Linked DNA regions of Mus musculus: region 2 is linked to region 1. Evidence: chromatin contacts called from public promoter capture Hi-C data. All regions are on one chromosome and are shown on one strand. The core of a region is the stretch at or near the end of the contact, and the rest is flanking DNA. Distances in the headings are between cores, read along the strand shown.

Region 1 (2,845 bases), core at 210-2,709:
CTCAAGCCAGAGAGTCTGCTGCCATTTTAGAAATCTTATTTAAGCTGTATGTGGAGATTCTGACTCCTCATGGTCCTCAGGGAAGTTAAAGGTAATTGTTTGGATGATTTCCCACTTGTATTAGGACTGAATGTAAAACAATCTCAGCAACACATAAGCTTTCAAACAGCCCCCAGGATAATCCAACTTCTGTTAACATGCACTGAAAATGGCTCGTCACTTCTAACAAAGTATTTCAATGCAGAATTAAAACTATGTAAATATACTAGAATTTTCCTCTTGGGGCCACCTTAAAAAGCTGCTGATTCAAGGTACATTTCCAAATCTGATCAGGAAAGGGGTGGAGGGGGCTGGTGAGATGGCTCAGTGGGTAAGAGCACCAGACTGCTCTTCTGAAGGTCCGGAGTTCAAATCCCAGCAACCACATGGTGGCTCACAACCATCCGTAACAAGATCTGATGCCCTCTTCTGGTGTGTCTGAAGACAGCTACAGTGTACTTACATATAATAAATAAATCTAAAAAAAAAAAAAAAAAAAAAAAAAAAAAAACCTATGGCAGGAAAGGGGTGGAGGTGGGAGCTTTGACAACTGTGGCCAATTTTAAAAAGGTTTTAAATTATTGACCATATATGGAGCTGACAGGAATTCTGGCTTTCTAAAGAAAACACAGTTTGTCTTTCCAAACCCGGGTTACCCAAAGAACCATCAATAAAAGTTTAAACAAAGTGTGTTCTCTTGGTCCTTCCCTTCCTCTTAGGAAATTAACCATTCTAGCAACATAACAGAAAAGGCACTCATTTTGCTCAAACAAGTTCAAATAAAGCTTTCTCTATAATGGCCTCATGTAGCCTTGGGGGGCGGGATCCAGATAGTGATCAGGAGCGGGAGGGGGAGGGAGAGGGGAGCGGGAGAGGGAGGGGGAGAGGGACCGAGTTGGGAGTGGGGCCCGGTTTGCAGGGAGTACAGGCGGAAGAGAGGGAGCCTTCCGGACACTCTGTGCCCTCCCCAGCGCTTCTTCGCTTTCTCTGGGAATACTCTCAAGGTGTTCTCCACAGGCCGCTCCCTAGGTCCGCCCAGTCCTCCCTGGTCGCCATTAGGCTTTAGTGGGATGGACCGCTGGCCAGTCTCCAGCAGCTAGGCGGCTCGTGGTCAGCTCCTGCCAGTGACTCACTCGAGCCAGCGAGTACGCCGGCCCGGCAGCCTCGGCTTTCTCCGGGCCGGGCCGGCCAGCAGCGCCCTGCCGGGGCTTCACGCTCCTCGGCGTGCTCAGACTCCTGCTCCCGATCCTCCGCGCCCGTCCTGCGCACTTGAGCCCGGGCCTCCACCGGGGTCGGTTAGCCAGAGCCCACCCTCAGCTGCCCACAGCCCTGTACCGTGCGGGCCCAGTCCTCCACCGGGCCAGGCCGAGACTCCTCACCTTCATCACAGCCGCCAGTCTGGCCGCCCGGGACCGAAAGTGAAAGTGAAGGTGGACCGGCAGGGCACGTGGGGCTGAGGGTGAAGTGAACCTGCTAAGGCGCTAAAAGAGAGCAAGCCTAAGGGATCTAGCCAGGGCTTCGGGAACTCAAAGTTAGGGACCCTGATAGGGAATGCATTCTCCAGGACTGGCAGAGCACCAGGCAGGGAGGCGCACCCATCAAAACGTGGACTTTTTTCTCCTCCACATCTCGTGGTGTATTTGTTTTGTTTGCTAACTTCACTAACGGAAGAAATGCAGCAATGTGCAAAGGTAGTGCTCAAAATGGCATTGGCCTGCCAACTTGGAAGGACACCTATTGGATGCAGATGTTTTCATCTGAGAGCCCTGCCCCACCCCCAAAAGATTCAACCTGGGAAGTCAAATTCTGAGTGCTCTGGGGATTTTCTGTTCAGTGTAGGTACCTTATATGCTGGGGGGGGGGGGGGGGAGATTAGAGGTGGCCCCCAGAACTTCCCTACCCCTAATAAGGAAAAGACACTACACTACAGAGGATTGCTATTTATTTATTTATTTTTGGTTTTTCAACACAGGATTTCTCTGTGCAGCCCTAGCTGTCTTGAAACAGCCCTAGCTGTAGATCAGTCTGACCTCGTACTTGCCGATCCGCCTGGAGAGCCGGGATCAAAGGCGTGTGCTACCGCTGCCAGGCAAGGTTAGATGGCTTAGTGGTTAAGAACCCGCTGCTCTTTCAGAGTTCATTTGTTCAATTCCCAAGAAACTATAGGGTGGCTCACGACCATCTAGAAAGGAATCTGATGCCCTCTTCTGGCAGGTAGGTGAACATGCAGCACTCCTACATTTAAATAAATAAATTTAAAGCCAGTTTTACACAGAAGTAATCAAACACACATTCTAGTTCCTGTCCAAATATTATCCTGGCTGTTCCCCAGTTTGCTTAGGCCTAGTTCTCAGTGTCCTGCCCTTTGAGAACTTGGCATCCAAGCCTCTGAGCATTATTTCTCAACACTGTTTTCAATGCTTGTTTTTGCAAAAACTATGTACCACCAGGGACATTTTTTTTTCTTACAAAGGAAAACATTTAATTGGGGGCTGGGTTACAGTTTCAGAGGTTTAGTCCATTATCAGCATGGTGAGAAGTATGGAATGGTGCAGGCAGACTTGTGCTGGAGGAACCAAGCGTTATATTTGATCCGAATGTAGCCAGAAGAATACTCAGATTCTACACTGTTCAGAGCTTGAGCATTGGTTAGCTCAAAGCCCAACTCCACAGTGATGGACTTCCTCTAACAAGGCCACACCTCTTCATAGTGCCACTCCCTATGGGCCAAGCATAGAAACACATCAGTCTATGAGGGCTAAACTTATTCAAACTAGCACATTTATGCACAACATAAACTAGGCCT
Region 2 (2,845 bases), core at 180-2,679, 450 kb before region 1:
CTTCAGAGTCTCAATCACCACCTCCAGAATAGAAAACGCGCCAAAATGTTTTACAACTCGTTACTCCCTCCTCTCCCCCCTTAACTGTGGACAATTTCCCTGGCAATGGTGAGGGGTTTGACTCCATTTCAAGGGAAAGAAATGCTCAGATTAGAAATCACACCCTCTGTGATTCTCTTTTGGGACTGCTCTGCCAAGCAGACTCCAACTTAATGCTTCTGCGCACCCCTCCCCACCTGTCTGTTAATTCAGCATACACTTGGACAAATATCAGTTTATCTCATAACCCGAAAACCCCAGGAAATGTTTGTGCACACGGCCGAGGTACAAGACAGAAAGAGATCCTTTCCCCACAGTCATTTCTGCAACCAGACCATGCTAAGACACTGGCCATGCAAAGTTAGGAAGCTCAGACTTCACAAGTTATCAGGGAAAATCCTGAACTCCCCCACTGGCGATGCTCGGACTTTTTCCCCTACCTAATCCCCTTCCAGTTTCCCCTACAGATTCTGAACTACCACCACCATCACCTGACTGGGGAGTCACTAGTACCAGCAGCTGGGCGCGCCCTTACACTCAGGAATCTTCAAGCCTGCCTGTCCCCTGTTTTCAGTACTGGGAGCTGGTGCTGCCATATTGAAAAAGAAGGAAAGCGTCAGCTCTGGCCGCAAGCCTCCTGTGTCCCAGGGGACCGAGCTCACTTCCTTTCCCAAGATAGACGAGAGCCCCTGTGCACCTTCAAGTTCCCCGAACAAACGTAAAAGGCTTTTTATTTCATTTTCCAAACCTCGAGGAAGAGGATTTCAAGTCTAGAGCCAACAACAGAGAGAACAGTGTCGGCTGAGCAGCTTCCTCTTGTTTAGCGGCGCCCAGCCCAAACAGTAAATAATGCAAGCATTTCTCCTCTAAAAGCGCGAGCAGGGGGAGGATTCTCCGAGCTGCTTGCGACACTGGGCGCCGGGTAGCGCAAGCGGCTCCCACTTCACTTTAGCCCTACCAGAGTCCTTAAGCCCCAGAAAGTTTTTCGAAAGTGGAAACTCTTACCTGACCCAAAAGGTCATACCCCAGTTCTTCGGCGATGGCAGAGGCAGCTTCTTGCCCTCCGGGGATCTCCGCCGCCCATTCATTAACAAACTGCCTCTTTGCTTTTACACTGTTTAGTGCACACCAAACGCAAAAGAAGGCGAAAGCAGTACACTGCAGAGTCCAACCTCTTTGCTCCATGGCTCAAAACCTTGTTCTCACACAAGTAGGAAGGGCTGGGAGAAAAGAAGCAAGATCAGAGACACACCAGCTAGACTCGACCTTTCCACCCAGCAGCTTAAAACCTCTCCTGGCTCTGGGTTGCTCTACTAGAGCTAGAGGCTCACTGGGAGAGGCTGGGCGGCGAGAGCGAGCGCTCACTAAAGTGCTTCAGTCTCCCGACTGAGTGGAGCCCCAGCCTTACCAACCAGAATAGAAATGAGTGTTTACACGTCAAATCGACGAAAGCCATCTCTTGACGTCAGATCTACCTGGACTGAGAACTGGATGGTATTCCCGGCGGGGTGGAGAAGTGACTAAAATAGGCAGGGAAGGATTAAGAAAAGGAAAAGAAACTGGTGGGATCGGTCAGTTCTGCTGCCTGTTCATAAATACTGTAGCTGTGAGAAACATCTCCATTCTTCAAAGAGAACCGCCTCATTTGAATATAACTACCAAGATCCCAAGGCAGGAAGCACAACAATTACCCCTCACTCCCTACCTCCCACCCCCGCCTTCCATCTATTTTCTCTATCTTACCTTATATCTCCTATGAATGTGCCTGGTGATGATAGAATTCTTATAATGGTTCTTGAGTATCAGCATTTGTTATAAAACAGACACAATCTAGGACTCGTGTTTTGATCTTTCAGAGGCTGGGAGCAGAGGAGCGAAGCTACCTGATGCATTGTTTCAAATCCTGTAAGGAAATAAGCACTTCCTCTACACAGTGTTGAAACAACATTTTTATAGTGCGTTTTAAATCACTCGTAATTCCTCCTCTCTTGCTTCTGACCCCTACTAAAGCAGTTTCTAAAATTCGACCCCAGATCATTTGGAGCCCAGGGCCACCATCATTACAGTGTTTACATTAAAAAGGAGAAAAGGAAGACTGATTGATTAGCAACATGAGTTTTTAACATAGAAACATGTTTTAAATTTTCAACGAGGAGGTTCAGAGCCCCAAAGACTTTCATATCGACTCAGTGAGGGAGGTGGCAAGTTTCATTAACCCAGAACTTTCTATTTTTCCCTCACTGGAGATTTTAACTTTGGCACTGACTTGAAGCTGTGCTGGTACTTTCACATAAAATACAGCAAGAATCTTTGTGGAATACAGATTGCCCTTAGAGGGAGAATAAGAGAACGTCCCTATGCCCACCTTCGAAACAGCAATCATACTGCCTTGATGGACTCTAACTGGAGGGATTGAACAGAGGAGAGCAAACCCCAGCCTTTAATATTCAGCACCGATGTGTGGACAGCGATAATCTCAGTGCCTCTATGAAAGCCTTCTGAGCAGAAAGGGCGCTGCTGCCCTGGCCAGCTCTCAGCAGCTTTCTGTTTGACCTGGGTCTTTCCCTCCTTTGAACAGCAAACTAGGAAGCCTTAGTGGAAGTCTGATGAGGGTCATGATGGTTACTATGTGCATCTTGTTCACCGGGCCTACTTGGCAAGGAAAAGAAATTGAGAGGTGTATTTTTTTTTTCTGAAAAAGATTATTTAACCTCCTAAAGGGAGTGGGAGTGGAGGATGGGGGAGGGTGCATGGCATAAAGCAAGAAAAGGAAGACTACAGGGAAAGGGGACTACAACAAACAGAG

What was found. Promoter capture Hi-C pulls out the DNA fragments that hold promoters and counts their contacts.
Region 2: a promoter capture Hi-C map of embryonic stem cells shows a contact between it and region 1, with 11 times the contacts expected there. The contact joins the promoter of Pcsk1 here to the promoter of Erap1 in region 1. A contact is called at or near these places in 15 of 39 promoter capture datasets (the 3T3-L1 cell line, 3T3-L1-derived adipocytes, the C10 cell line and 10 more), 6 of 484 Hi-C or Micro-C datasets (cerebral cortex, cortical neurons, embryonic stem cells and 1 more), 7 of 115 datasets of contacts at active chromatin or transcription factors (bone marrow-derived macrophages, embryonic stem cells, forebrain and 2 more) and 1 of 9 other capture datasets (pancreatic islet).

Annotation. Positions count from the first base shown.
Region 1 is chr13:74,638,467-74,641,311 of GRCm38.p6, reverse strand. It overlaps Erap1 (endoplasmic reticulum aminopeptidase 1), which reads right to left and starts at 1,459. Exons shown (of 19, transcript NM_030711.5): 1 at 1,419-1,459.
Region 2 is chr13:75,088,441-75,091,285 of GRCm38.p6, reverse strand. Pcsk1 (proprotein convertase subtilisin/kexin type 1) reads right to left here and starts at 1,429. Exons shown (of 14, transcript NM_013628.3): 1 at 1,045-1,429. The coding sequence starts at 1,224.